Regions from separate parts of the Sus scrofa genome. Here region 2 is linked to region 1. The links are chromatin contacts, called in public Hi-C maps. All regions are on one chromosome and are shown on one strand. The core of a region is the stretch at or near the end of the contact, and the rest is flanking DNA. Distances in the headings are between cores, read along the strand shown.

Region 1 (7,620 bases), core at 1,946-4,445:
CAAGGATATTAAACCCAAAGCCTCTGGCCATGTCTCACTGTAATGCTCCTTCCCCCCTAACTTGACCAGCCTGGGCTGCTCACTCCCTGCCAGGGAAAAACTGTCTCCCACTCCTCACCTGACGCCATATAACCTGTTCCCCATGCAAATAAGGTATCCTGCCTGAAACCAATCAGAAGATCAAACTGGGTCCCACTGTGGGGTATAAAGACTATTGCAGAGTGAGTCAGGCCCTTTTTTAACCTGCGAGCATGTAAATTCTCTCACTCCCTCTCTGAAAATGGACTTTCACCTTAGTAAATTTGTAAAACGTCAAAAAAAAAAAAAAAAAAAAAAAAAAGGAAAAAGAAAGAGATCTAGGGGGTTTTTTTTGGCTTTTCTAGGGCCCCTCCCTCGGCATATGGAGGCTCCTAAACTAGGGGTCTAATCGGAGCTGTAGCCGATGGCCTACACCAGAGCCACAGCAACGCAGGATCTGAACCACGTCTGCAACCTACACCACAGCTCACGGCAACGCCGGATCCTTAGCCCACTGAGCAAGGCCAGGGATCGAACCCGCAACCTCATGGATACTAGTCGGATTCATTAACCACTGAGCCACGACAGAAACTCTGAAATCTAGGTTTTTGTATGAAATCTCTTCTTTGTTATATTTAAGGAACTTAATTTTAAAATATTTTCAAAAACTACCCGCAGGCTTCCATTTCTCCAATCTCTGCCGTAGAATAATCTTCTAGAAAACATCTATCACTTGTGTGCCTGTCCTCTGCTCAGAGGAAAGAGTTGACAACTTTATGCCCAGTTCCAAGGCCCTGACTCACAGTTAGTCTACTGGGGAAACATGTACTTACTGGCCAAAGAAACTGACTGCAATTGTTAACCCTTGGAGTAATTCACCAAGTTTGGCTGTGGCATGCTAGAGGCACAGAAAACACAAAGAGCCAAGGCCCAACCCTCCTTGTCCCCCCCACCCCCCGCCCCCATCCCACCCAGGGCACCTCCACCCTAGAAGACTTCTTCTCCTGCCCTCTCACCAGTTCAATACACCAGCCCACGGTCAGGGCCCGCTGGAGACTATCAGCATCCTGCTTCCTGGGCTCCACCAGCTCCCGGAACACCACCAGCACCGTGATACCTCGGTTGTACTTGCCTCCGACAACATTGTACTCCAGAACCTGGAGGCAAGGGCACAGGGGCAGGGCGTCAGGGTCCATAGAGCAGCTACTCTGAGATTTCTCCTTGTCCTCTCCCACTTCCAACCACCAGCCCTAACTTTTTTTTTTTTTTTTTTTGTCTTTTTGCCACTTCTAGGGCTGCTCCCGAGGCATATGAAGGCTCCCAGGCTAGGGGTTGAATTGGAGCTATAGCCACCGGCCTATGCCACAGCCACAGCAACACCGGGATCCAAGCCATGTCTTCGACCTACACCCAGCTCACGGCAACGCCAGATCCTTAACCCACTGAGCAAGGCCAGGGATCGAACCCACAACCTCATGGTTCCTAGTCGGATTCATTAACCACTGAGCCACGATGAGAACACCAACCAGCCCTAACTTCATCCTCAACCCCACACCCTCCTCCAGACAGCCTCTGGAATTGCTACTCAGCTTCTTCCTTCAAGTCCTGGAGCACAGAGGGAAGTTCCCCAGGCCCCAGGCACTCTCTGCGTTGTCTTCCTCAGTACATTTAAAGCCTCCATAGTGGAGATTAAAATCTGCTCCCAAACCCGGGGAGAACTCTGTCCATGCAGAGAATGTACATAGGAATGGCTGGTGTGTTTGGGTCTCCTCCAATTCTCCTACGCTTCCCCTTCACAGTCCATTCCTCCTTTCCCAGCCCCCTCCTCCTACCCACAGTTCAACCTATCTGCAAATGAAAAGCCTCTCTCACTTTATTAAAGCCCCCCCACCCACCCACCCAAAGTCGGCCAGAGGAAATCTTGGAGGAGACCATAGGGTGGAGGACCCGTCCCCCACTCCTCCAATGGCATGTCCTGCTGGGACCTCTGTGCCGTTGGCTGCCCTTAGATCTAATTCACTGGGAAGACTTCCCTTTTAATCTCCATCCCAGTGTAGACACACCCCCTTCTCCTTAGTTCCCCTCAGACAAATGAGAGAGCATTTATAGTAAGAATTACTAGATACTCTAAAAGAATAAAAGAATTAGGAGTTCCCATTGTGGCTTAGCAGTAATGCACGCAAACTAGTATCCATGAGGACACAGGTTCAATCCCTGGCCTTGCTCAGTGGGTTAAGGATCAGGTGCTGCCATGAGCTGTGGTGTAAGTCAGACATGGCTAGGATCAGGTGTTGCTGTGGTTGCAGCTCTAATAAGACCCCTAACCTGGGAACTTCCATATGCCACACTTGTGGCCCTTTAAAAAAAAAAAAAAAAAAGGAATAAAACAATAAGGCAACTTAAGTATCTCAGCAATAGTTCTTGTCCTAGAGCAGGAGTTTCTGATGCACTAGCTTCACCCAAGCCCATCTCAGACTGCCTTCCTCCCAGGTCCCTGCCAAGGTAGCCCCTCATTATTTCTGGATGCCTAATGCCTCACCCCCAGGGCCCTCCACCCTTATTCAAAGCAGTGCGGATGGCCCAAAAGAACCACCAGGCAGGACTACTGGGCTAAGTATACCTGCACCTCCAGAGGGCACCCAGAAACGCTCAGGTAAAACCCTGCTCCCACCCCTGCCAAAAGTCCCCCAAAAGCCAGAGCTGGATCCCACACATGCAGAGAGAGCAAAGACTCTCTCCAGTCATAAATCCCTCACCTCCTTGAGTCGGGCAACAGCATCTCCTATCTCTGGGTGCCCGATGTCCTCCTCAGTCAGCACCTTGACGATCTGGGAGAAGTGCTGGATGAAATCCTGCCTTTCTCGGGCATAAGCGTCCAATTTCTGGTCTCCGTTCATTCTGAGGGAGGAGTAAAATGCTCTGAGGAGAGGGAGGACAAGTCAGAAACCTGAACAGCTGCTCCCCTCCCCAAGGCCCCTCACCCCCACCAAACTCACCGAGGCTCCTCTGTCCACGCTTGGCACCAGCAGCGAGCACTGTGCCATGCCCCCAGGACTGGGCACCCGTGCACCAGGGAGGGCCGCCGTAGGGGACCCAGCCACCTCTCCCGGGGCACCCAGCAGGGGGCTGGCAGCAAGAAGAGCCCCACAGATCTCAGCCAGCGGGACAGGGGCAGCATGGGGGGTGGTACAGGGAAGGGGCACTGAGCACTCCCTGCAGGAGCAAGCACCAAAGGCAGATGCACGTTGGCAGCTCCCCAGGTCACCTCCCCGAACTTTTACCTCCATAGCCAGAAGGCCCCACTTTCTCCTGGTATGAGATTGAGGGCATTTACAGGGAAAAAAAAAAATGTGGGGAACAAAAAGTACAGCTGGGTGACTGAGAATAAACTAACTGCACTTAAAATATGATGGCTAGAACTTGGAGTTTCCTGGTGGCCTAGTGGTTAAGGACCCAGTCTTGTCACTGTTGTGGGCAGGTTGGATCCCTGGCCTAGGAACTTCCACATGCCATAGGTGTCGCCAAAAAGAAAAAAAAGGTGACTAAAACTTATTGCCACCTAACTTTATCCTTTTCAACCATCAATGCCTCCCCTCCAGGGATTCTCTGGAATTGCTACACCCCTGGCTGCTTCCCAAGTCCTGGAGTACAGAGAGAAGAGTCTAGAGTAAAGGAATTCAGAACTGGGGGCTAGGAAGACCCTTAAATCAACCTATTTTATATAAGTCAAGCTGAGCCTCTAGGAGGTAGGAAGATACCTAGGACGTGGGTACCAAACCTAGAATCCAGGTCTTCCCAGTAGCCAGAAAGAGGGGTACAGAGTCTGTGAGATGAAGAGACATGAAACAGGAACCCCTGGGTGCTATGGACATGTGGTCTGAGGCTCTGGGACTGGGTGTCCTAAGCCTTTACAGACTAGAACTATGCAGACAACCTCAGAACAACAGTGGGCAGGTGGGGAGAGTTCGCAGTAGAAGAGCAAACCAATGTGCAGTTACACTGAGGGTTCCAGGAAAGCACAGGACAGGGATGGGAGTTTTTCACATCCATGAGGTTAGCCAGTCGGTCCCACCAACCCCCAAAGCGGGGGAACTCCAGCACAACGTACTGGTCCTCCTGTGCCTCAAAGTATCACTACAGAAGTAAGGCTGAGTTTCTAACCCGTGCCTCCACTCCCTGCCCGAGACCTCTCTCACCTGTTCCTGGATGCCGGTTGTGGATCCAGAGAATTGCTGGGGTATGCCTAAAAACCGGACTCCTCAACGCTCAGCTCTCTGGGACTAGTAGTTCTCCATCTCTTTTCGCTATAGGCAGAAAGGCCCAGTAAACTACAATTCCCGGCATGCCACGGGAGGGACAACTACAACGCAATCTAGCGTGTACTGGCAGGGTGGAGACGAGCCACTCTGATTGGATGTTTTCCCTCGTATGAGTATGAGGCCCTGTAACCCACAGCCAATGGAAGTGCAGCACCCCGGGGCCCACAGCTAGAAGGAGGTAGAGTGGGCCAAGATTAGAGGCTGCTGTGGCAAATGGGAAGCAGGCTGGGAGTTTCCTACGCTCCCAGCTGTTGCCTTTACTACATTTCAGTTTTCATTATCTTCCTGTGCAATTGAGTGGCACATTACTAAAACTCCAGAAGGACCACTTAAGCAAATCATAGAACTTCTCGGAGCCTCAGTTAACGTAATTAAAACAGACTTCCCTCATTTGTTAAATGAGGAAAACCCCGTGAGAGATGAAGTATATAAAGTGCTTTAAGTGCCCAAGAAAGATAAAACTCAGCAGAACACACACACACGGCTTCACACTGTTGGCTCTTTCTCCATTAACCTTCCCAAATCCCAGTAACTTGATCCACCTAGAAAGATGCCTGAAACTCCAAACCACATAAAACATAAATGATTTTGTCACTATGGAACAAAATCAGTGTGCAAGAATATCTGCTTTAACCATTGCTGTTCGACATTGTACAGCCAAATTGGAAAAGAATAAAATCTGTTTCAGAGACGCTATGACCCTGTATATATAAAATCCATAAAGCTACTAGAGCTAACAAACTCAACAAAATCACAGGGTACAAAAATAACAGGCAAAAATCACTTGTGTTTCTATACACCTGCAATGAATAATCTAAAAAGGAAATGAACAATGCAATTCTATTTACAATAGCATCTAAACAATAAAACGGGTTTTCTCTCTGTAGTGCAATGGGATGGGCAGTATCTCTGCAGTGTCAGGACACAGGTTCCATCACCCACCCAGCACAGTAGGTTAAAGGACCCAGCATTGCTGCAGCTTCAGCATAGGTCACAACTGGGGCTTGGATCTGATCCCTGGCCCGGGAACCCAATATACCATGGGGAAGCCATAAAAGAAAAATAATATAGTATGTACATATGATAGATACTGGAGAGAGAGTGTAGACAAAAGGAACCCTCTTATACTGTTGCCAGGAATGCAAATTGGTACAACCACTATGGAAAACAGCATGGAGTTTCCTCAAAAAACTAAAAATAGAACTACCATATGATCCAGCAATACCACTCATGGGCATCTATCCAGAGAGAACCCTAATTCAAAAAGACACATGCACCCCAATGTTCCCTGCAGCACTATTTACAATAGCCAAGATGTAGAAACAAACTAAATGTCCATCAACAGAGGAACAGATAAAGATGTGGTACATATATACAATGGAATACTACTCAGCCATAAATAGAATGAAAATGCCATTTATGGCAACATGGATGGACCTAGAAATTATAATACTATGTGAAGACAATGGAAGACAAATATCATATGATAGCACTTATATGTGGAATCTTATAAAAGGATATATATGAACTTATTCACAGAACAGAAACAGACTCACAGATTTGAAAACAAACATATGCTTACCAAAGAGAATAGGTGGGGAGAAGGAATGGACTAGGAATTTGGGAGTGGTATATGCTCACTGTGGTATATGGAAGGATTGGCCAATGGGGAACTGCTGTAAAGCACAGTGACCTTTAGACAATATTCCATGATAATCCATACAAGAAAAGAATCTGAAAAAAAATGGATGTGTGTATCTACATAACTCACTCTGTTGTAGAGCAGAAATGATCACAATATTGTAAATCAATAATACTTCAACAAAACGTTATAAAAAATGAAAATAAAGGCAGTCCTGCTGTGGCACAGTGTATTAAGGATACAGCTCATCTCTGTGAAGGCAATAGGTTCAAGCCCCAGCCCAGGGCAGTGGGTTAAAGATCTGGCATTGCTGCACCAGTGGCACAGGATGCAGCTGAGGCTCCGATCCAATCCCTGACCTGGGGCACAACCACTATGGAAAACAGTATAGAGATACCTTAGAAAACTGTATATAGGAGTTCCTGTCGTGGCGCAATGGTTAACGAATCCGACTAGGAACCATGAGGTTGCAGGTTCGGTCCCTGCCCTCCCTCAGTGGGTGGTATAAACGGTAAATATCATGGTAGGCAAATTTTACCACAATTACAAAAACCAAAACCACAGACTTTCCATTGTGGCTCAGGTGAGACGAGTCTGACTAGTATGCAGGAGGACGCAGGTGTGTTCCCTGGCCTCACTCAGTGAGTTAAGGATCAGGGATTGCCCTGAGCTATGGTGTAGGTCCCAGACACGGTTCAGATCTGCCATTGCTGTGGCTGTGGTGTAGGCAAGGGACTGCAGCTTCAATTTGACCCCTGGCTTGGGAACCTCCACATGCCTTGGGTGCAGCCCTAAAAAGACACACACGCACACAAAAACCCCTAAAAACTCTTGCACCTCTCAGGAGTGGAACTGGCAAGAAATCCAGGAAAAACAACTTTAGTCGATTACAACCCAGGGAAAGAGGGTGTGACATTGCTAGCACCTGGCAGATGGGTCTGCCAGCCCAGTCTGCCTCCACCTTGGCGCGGGGCTCCATAAGGAGACATTGAGAAGCTCACAGGAAATGGAGAGATCAGGGCAGCAGAACCTTGGGTGCAAGCAAGCACCTCAGGGAAAGACACAGGCTGACCAAAAGGAAATGCTCCCCCCAGAATCCCCCTCCTACAACGTGAGGCCTCCCACCCTCAAAGCAGCCCAGCCTTCCCTGCTCACCCCAGGCAGCTGCCCCATGTTATGGGTGTAGGCTGCCAGAACCACGGCCTCTGAGGGAAGTTTCCCCAGGGCTGCATTTTGCAGCAGGAGGAGCTCTTAGAAGGCACCCCAGGACAAGGAGCGATAGAAAGTAGAAAGCAAAAAAAGAGAAAAACCAAAAAACCAGGAGTTCCCGTTGTGGCGCAGTGGTTAATGAATCCGACTAGGAACCATGAGGTTGCGGGTTCAGTCCCTGCCCTTGCTCAGTGGGTCAACGATCCGGCGTTGCCGTGAGCTGTGGTGTAGGTTGCAGACACGGCTCGGATCCCATGCTGCTGTGGCTCTGGTGTAGGCTGGTGGCTACAGCTCTGATTGGACCCCTAGCCTGGGAGCCTCCATATGCCGCGGGATTGGCCCAAGAAATAGCAAAAAGACAAAAAAAACAAAAAAAAAAACAAAAAAACGCCAAAAGACAAAAAATTAAAAACAAATTCAAAATCTAAGCAA
Region 2 (7,620 bases), core at 3,321-5,820, 99 kb after region 1:
GGTCTGGGCACACTCACCAGCACCGGGAGCAGCTTCTCCTCCAGCAGCGACATGAAGGCCAAGGTGTCTGCCCCTTGCCGGGCTGACAGATCATAATCGGCATTGTATTTCTGTGGAGGAAATGTCCACTGTGAGGGGGACACAGGGCGGGGGGACTCCAAGGACACTTCCCCAAGGAGGGAGGCATCCTGTCTGGCACCACCCGCACTGACCTCTGGGTGTAGCAGAGGTAGGGCAAGGAGCTCTTCTCACTGAGGCCCCCTTGCCTGGGCCCAGTCAGTAGCCTGTTGCTGTTGGCGGGAAGCCTGGACCTTGGAGCCTGCTGGCCGTCAAGGTCCCGCGCCCACTGGGGGGAGGAAGGAAGGCCCAGCCGCAAACCAGGAGCAGCTCCCAGAGTTTCCACGGAAAGCTGGCAGGATGCCTGCTGACGGCAACTTTCTAACGGTAATTTCCCCAATCCAGACACCACAAAGCTCGCCGAGCGGAGCTCAGTTGCGGGCTGGGCTGCAATCAATGCCTCAGGAACGAGGGGACGCCATCCCTATGCTCCTGGGACCCAGGGAACCCATGTCTAGGGCCCTCTGGCTTATTATCTCAATGCCTAGCTCTGGGCTGTTTCTTCTATTTCATTCCCTGGCCCAGGCGCCGCCACCACCACACACATTCCAGCCATACCCCCAGGTCTCTGCCTGCCACACCTTCCTGGGCTCCAGTGTCTGCTTCTCAGCCCCCTCCCTCACATCCTGAGTAAACTCTGTCCCCAGATAACCTCTTGAGTGTGATCCTCAAATCTCTGTGAGCCTCAGTTTCTCCCCCATAGAATGGGGGTAATAATCTCTTTCGCTCACTGTGGCTGTATTAGGAGAAAACTCTGGAACCTGGGAAAGCTGTGTTCCTACATCAGAAATCAGTGGTGCTGTTCCTGCCAGGAACTTTGGCTTTTATCTGGATCGCCTTTCTCCATGACTCTCAAGCCTCCATTAATTCACCAATTCCTCCACCTCTGGGAAAGGAGAAATGAGTAAGAGGGTCCCACACTTCAGATGATGTGTTCCCTTTTGGAACCAGACCATAAAAGCTAGAAGAGCCCCTGCAAAGTATCCTGGCTAGGCCCCCTAGTTGTACAAATAAGGAGGAAGTTAAACAATTTGCCCAAAGTCACATAGACAATGACAGAGTGAAAAACATAGCCTAGGCCTCCCCATTCCTCTCATAACACTCTTTCAATTTCCTCATCCTGGCTCTTAGCCTTGTCCATCCTGAGCCCCATGTAATTCAGCCCTACTGGTCCCTGAAAAAAGGGCAGTGGCCCTTAGAAATCCCTGTCTGGTCCTATCTTTTTTGTTTTTTCTCTCCTAGTCTTATCTTTGAGAGCTTCATCTGAGCCAACTGTTCTCTCCTACTCTCCTTTCCCTTCCATGTGTCATCGGCCTATTCATCTCTACCTCCCTGCCCAGCAGGTGCCTCTGGATGCCCTGACTAGCTTAATCTCTAGTCTACCACGTACTCCATCACAACAACATTGTGTCTCCCCACTGGACTATGTGTTTCTTGCAGCTGAGTCACCTGCATCTGGATTGGCATATGCTGCTGTTCAATAAAGATGTGTTGCACTGAATCAACTGAACTCTCTCATTGACAGTCCCCCTACCCAAGCCACCTACCTCTTTTCGAAGGTGGGTGATGATCTTGTGTGGTACCGAGATGACTTCTCCTTGACTGGTCCGAAGGGCAGGCAGAGTTCCTGACATTGACAAAGAAGTATGGCCACCAGATCCTTAACTGCTTATCCATATATTATTGCACCACATCCCTGTCTGTCTCCTGCTCTTCCCCTTGTACATTCCCTTCCTCACCACCCCCACCGCCACCCAGGGACACTGGATACCTGAAGGGCTCCGCCAGGGGTTGGTGATCTTGTGCACCTTGAGTGGGGCACCAGTAAATCTGGCATAGGTCTGCAGGGAAGGAAGCAGAAGGCAGAGAGGCCAGGGACATGGCCCCCACAGGGGAATCAAGAAAAGAAATAACATTTATTGAATACCTTTTGTGTTATGCCCTATGCTTCATAATTGCCTTACCAAAAAAAAAAAAAAAAAAGTTGACATTATGTTCTTTTTTTTTTTTTTTTGTCTTTCTGCCATTTCTTGGGCTGCTCCCTCGGCATCTGGAGGTTCCCAGGCTAGGGGTCAAATCGGAGCTGTAGCCGCCGGCCTACACCAGAGCCACAGCAACTCGGGATCCGAGCTGTGTCGACAACCTACAGCTCACGGCAACACCGGATCCTTAACCCACTGAGTGAGGCCAGGGATCGAACCCACAACCTCATGGTTCCTAGTCGGATTCATTAACCACTCCGCCAAACGGGAACTCCTATGTTCCCATTTTACAGTGGGTAACACAGGGCTCAGAGAGATGATGGACATGTCCATGATTACAAGTCAGCCAGAAAAATCCTTTCCTCTACCTTCTTTCCTGCCATTTCCCGGTGAACACTTAACCTCATTTGGAAGCACTGACCATGCCTTTCTTTGGAGTCTCTATGGACTGTTCATACTTATAACTTAGCACCAGAACATTTTATTACACTTATTTGCTGACATGTCTACCTTTCTGTAAACACCACCAGGGGAGGGACCACATGCTATTTATCTTTGCATGCCAATGTTTGGTATTTGTAAGATGCCTAATACATGCTTATTAAATGAAAGAGTGAATGAATGAGTGAACTAGTCTGACTCCAAAGCTCTATCTACAGAGCCTGGCTGTGGGCTTTTTGGTTCAATGAACAATAACCTCAGTCAGTGCTGTTGAATGAGGAGGAGGAGGGAGGGAGGTTGAGAAGGCAGAGACCTGCGGAGTCGGAGAACTCTGAGATCGTCCAGCCTCAGTAAACAAGCGGATGAAGAAAACAGCGCCCAGAGAGAAGGGATCGCTCCAAGGTCACACAGCCAATAAATGGACATGCGAGAACTAAAACTCATCTCCTGAACCTCTGACCAGCACCCGTTCCATTGCCAAACAAAAACTAGGCTGCTAATGGCAAAGGACACGGTATGTGAGTCCATACTGGCCAGGCACGCTCTTTGATTGCCTCAGTTTCCCCCAATGCGCCCGTGCTGAGGCGCCCTGGCAAAATCCGGTGATTGGCTAGTCCGAGCCCCCTCCCCAGTCCTCCAGGGCGCAGCAGAGGGCGCTGGCGCCACCCCTCACCAGCACGGCCAGACTGTCCAGGTCCACGGACGGCAGCCCCCAGCCCCCTGACCAGCAGAACAGCTCCATGGGCGCCGCCATCTTGCCCGCCCTTTGTCCCGGAAGCACCTCCCCCTGCGCTTCAGCCCTCCTCCGCGCGGATCCGCCCCCCGCCCCTACGACTGTTCACAGTGGGGAGCTGGGGGGAGGCCCTCGGGAAGGCGCTGCTTATCCCAGCCCAGAAGGCGGCCTGACGGCGTGGGGCGGAACCGAAGGCTTCGGGGGAGGGCGGCAGCGGTCCGATCCACAGGCGGCTCGCGAAGGGGGGAAGGGCTTTCATCCCGGCGCGCCTAAGAGAGTCCCGGAGCCTTGGCCGAGGGGAGCCCCGAGCCTCTGAAGGCTCAGCGGGCCCAGAAGGGGGCTTTGGGCTCCTGGGCAGGCTCTGGGTGCCCTCACAGATCTGCAAGAGGTCTGGGCTGCTTCGGGCCCCCTCAGGGCTCGGCCCCGAGCGGGGGCTGCGGGGGGGGTCCCCCGAGCCGCATGTTTTCCACAGCGCGTTATGTTTGGAGCCGGCCCCGCGCCTCCTGTCGCCATGGAAACAAAACAGGGGCGGTGGCGGAGGCCGAAGCTAGGCCGGGCTGGGGCCTGGGTGGGGGGAGGGGAGGTGGGGCTCTGGGACTGTTGCCTTGGCAACGGGAACCGAGGCGCCCCTCCGTTTCATCCGGGTCGTGGCCTGTCTGCCTGTACCCCCAAGTGTTCTCAGTCTGCCCCCCGGCCCCTGGCCTGTCCTCTGGTCTCCTCCTGTCCTTGGCGTCCCTTTCCCTATTTCTTCACTCCAGCCTCACTGACCACTGTTGTAGACTTTCCCTCCAGTTTCCACCAGACTCTTCTAGACTCCCAGGTTTTCCTAGTAATGAAGGAAAGTGGAAGCACAGGGACAAGGCATGGGACCATCACCCTAATAAAGAGCACTTGCTCTGTCGGAGGAGCAAACGTCATGCCATGTGGGCATCCCCTGGGCACTATAGCAAGCTAGTTTCAGCCACTCCCTTGGAATTCTCTCGTACCAGCTGTGGAATAATGCTCACTGTCTGGCACTGCCCCTGCCAAAGTTGCCTGCCTTCCCCAACTGTGGCTTCCAGAAGACAGTAGCATTCGGTAGCAACCCCCAAGAGCGAGATGCAGGGGAGAGGGAGGCACCTGGGGGAGAGCACCATTAGGGAGAGGCGCGAGGCAAGGAGGCCTCCAGGACTCTTCCTCAGTGCCCCTGGTTCCCGGAGCTGAGGATGCCTCCAGGGTGATTGGCAGCTCTTTGTTTCAGCCCCCCCTCACCGCCTGCCGGCCCCCCCCTCCAGTCCCTCCGCCCCCCTCTCCTGCTCTCCGCCTAGCCTTTTCCCCTCCCAGCCGCCTGCCTGCCAGGGGTAGTGAGCCGGCTGAGCGGCATGGAGACGCAGGAACTTCGGGGGGCCCTGGCTCTTCTCTTCCTTTGCACTTTCGCATCTGCCAGTCAGGACCTGCAGGGTAAGCCAGTACCAATTCTCAGAGCCCCCTCTCTGCCTCCTCCCCACTTGCCCCCAGCCTAGTAGCAGGGAACATGTGGGCAAGGGGAGAGGGGAGAGTCCTGAAATTGAACCGGAGGGAAGAGTTGATGAAATTATGATCCTGTGGGGAGGAGCTGACACCAGAAGGTGGCGGATGAGTGGGAACTGGCCAGGGTCAGCATGAGGCCAGGGCTGTGGACTCAGGAGGCAGGATGCTAGGGCTGCCTGGCTGGTTTGGTGTCTGAGCATCCCCAGACACTCCAGGGTCTGGGAGAGCAGCTCAAAGGTGGGTTTCTTCCACCTTTGGGCTCCTAGTTGCCTAAGAACCGGGTGGGGGTGGGGACCAAGAGGTCTGGGCTCTCCTGGAGGTCTGGTGGTAGGATGGGTCTGTGGGTGTGGGAGAGGTAGCTGGAGCAGATGACACAGGCACAGATTCTTTACAGGCTGGAAGGGAAACCACAGATTGGCCAGGACACAGGAGGCAGAGAGCTGGGTCCCAGGTTCCTGTGGGAGAGAGCCAGACAGTAGGAGGGTCGAAGTCTTCAGTGGGCAGCTGTTCTCACCCAGAGCGAGTGTGCTGAACCCCCCAGGACGGGAGGAGGAGCATTTAGGGGCATTTAGAGCCAAACCCAGCCGTGTGAAGAGAAACGGCCTTCCTATTTCTGCGCTGTGGGCACCAGGTGCTACTCCTGCCTTGAGATCAACACAGTGACTCCTTTGCGCCACCTGGTGGGGGCATCTCACATTCGCGGGGCGCTGTTGCTGTATTTCCAGTTGAGCCTCAGGCCTGCCGGTTCTCGGAGTGGCAGTAAGGAAGGCACAACGCCTTGTCCTCTGACAGCAACAAGGGTTGGATTTCCAGGAGGTGACTAACACTGTCGGGTGGTGATGAAGGATGCCGCCCCACCCCTGAAGGCTCAGAGAGAGCAGGCCTTAGCATTTGACAGGGGTCTGACCTTAATCATCTCTGCTTGGTCAGTGATCGACCTGCTGACTCTGGGCGAGTCCCGGCAGATGGTAGCTGTGGCGGAGAAGATTCGGACAGCCCTGCTCACCGCTGGGGACATCTACCTCTTGTCCACCTTCCGTCTGCCCCCCAAGCAGGGTGGTGTCCTCTTTGGCCTCTACTCTCGCCAAGACAACACACGATGGCTGGAGGCCTCTGTTGTGGGCAAGATCAACAAAGGTGACTGGCGGGGCATCTCCCTTCCTGCCATGGTGACTCCTTCGAGCACTCAGACCCCTCCTAATTTTCTTTGGGCTCCCCTGGGGACTATGGACCCATCAGGCTGTGCCCAGGCACCAGGGGCACCTGGTAAGGGGTACTTAGTGCCTTAGGGGGGCCAGGCACCCAAACAGTAGGGTGAGGCATTTGTTGGAATGGGGAATTGTATGTGGGGATGCCTGGGGGGAGGGGAGGCATGTTTCTCTGACCCAGTAGTGGTATAAAGAGGTCCCTCAGATCCCTGGAATGGATCTGGGGATACAGAACCAGCTGCAACAGTAGCGGGGGATATAGTGATCTAATGACACGGAAGAGTTAGAAAGTCCAAGTCTTTGAACCAATTTGAAGAACATTTAGGAGTTCCCACTGTGGCGCGGTCCCTTAAGAATCCGCCTGCAGTGGTTCAGGTTGCTGTGAGGCACGGGTGGTTCAATCCCTGGCCCAGAACCTTCATGTGCCGTGGGTGTGACCATAAAAAATGTAGTGTGTACCGCTTATGTGCAAGGCGTGGAGAGATACATAGCTGAATAAAGAAAGATAGTCCTAGAAATGTGGTTTTCAGAAGAAATTATCCAAGGTTCAACTGGGAGACAGGGGATAAGGGACAGTGCCAATACTGACCTCCCCTTCTGGACAGTGCTGGTGCGGTACCAGCGGGAGGATGGCAAAGTCCACGCGGTGAACCTACAGCAAGCAGGCCTGGCAGATGGGCGCACACACACCGCTCTCCTGCGACTCCGAGGCCCGTCCAGACCCAGCCCTGCCCTGCAGCTGTACGTGGACTGCAAACTGGGCGACCAGCATGCTGGCCTTCCGGCACTGGCCCCTATTCCTCCAGCAGAGGTCAATGGGCTGGAGATTAGGACTGGACAGAAGGCTTATTTGAGGATGCAGGTGAGCAGGAAGGGAGGACCCCCTGAGTGTCTGTGGAAACAGTTTGCACCAGTGGGAGGAGGAGTCGGTAGGTCCTCCCACCCTGCTCTGTTCTTGTCCCCCCAGGGCTTCGTGGAATCAATGAAAATGATTCTGGGCGGGTCCATGGCCCGGGTCGGAGCCCTGAGTGAGTGTCCGTTCCAGGGGGATGAGTCCATCCACAGTGCAGGTAACGTAGAAACTTCTGTTAGCTGACACCCTGGACCCCAGATCCTGTGATGTGATCTTTGGTGCCCCCATCCTCTTGACCTCCCAGCCCTTTGAAACCAGTTTTTGTTGTTGTTGTTGCTATTTCTTGGGCCGCTCCCGTGGCATATGGAGGTTCCCAGGCTAGGGGTTGAATCGGAGCTGTAGCCACCGGCCTACGCCAGAGCCACAGCAACGCGGGATCCGAGCCGCGTCTGCAACCTACACCACAGCTCACGGCAACGCTGGATCGTTAACCCACTGAGCAAGGGCAGGGACCGAACCCGCAACCTCATGGTTCCTAGTCGGATTCGTTAACCACTGCGCCACGACGGGAACTCCGAAACCAGTTTTTTTGTTTGTTTGTTTTTGATCTTTTAGTCTTTTTAGGGCCGCACCCAAGGCATCTGAAAGTTCCCAGGCTAGGGGTCTAATCGGAGCTGTAGACACCAGCCTACACCACAGCCACAGCCACAGCAACACAGGTTCCGAGCCATGTCTGCAACCTACACCACAGCTCATGGCAACACTGGGTCCTTAACC

The links. A called contact is a pair of places that touch in the nucleus more often than the background predicts.
Region 2: a contact with region 1 is called in a Hi-C map of embryonic fibroblasts, with 4 times the contacts expected there. The contact joins the promoter of THBS3 here to the promoter of FDPS in region 1. A contact is called at or near these places in 2 of 5 promoter capture datasets (fetal skeletal muscle and liver) and 7 of 47 Hi-C or Micro-C datasets (alveolar macrophages, embryonic fibroblasts, fetal skeletal muscle and 3 more).

Annotation. Positions count from the first base shown.
Region 1 is chr4:94,510,499-94,518,118 of Sscrofa11.1, forward strand. It overlaps FDPS (farnesyl diphosphate synthase), which reads right to left and starts at 3,196. Exons shown (of 10, transcript NM_001185131.1): 1 at 3,015-3,196; 2 at 2,775-2,937; 3 at 1,035-1,175. The coding sequence starts at 3,196.
Region 2 is chr4:94,608,132-94,615,751 of Sscrofa11.1, forward strand. THBS3 (thrombospondin-3) reads left to right here and starts at 4,571. Exons shown (of 23, transcript XM_013997018.2): 1 at 4,571-4,713; 2 at 5,713-5,919; 3 at 6,596-6,852; 4 at 6,958-7,060. The coding sequence starts at 4,635. MTX1 (metaxin 1) reads right to left here and starts at 3,308. Exons shown (of 8, transcript NM_001039750.1): 1 at 3,214-3,308; 2 at 1,889-1,958; 3 at 1,665-1,744; 4 at 18-110. The coding sequence starts at 3,294.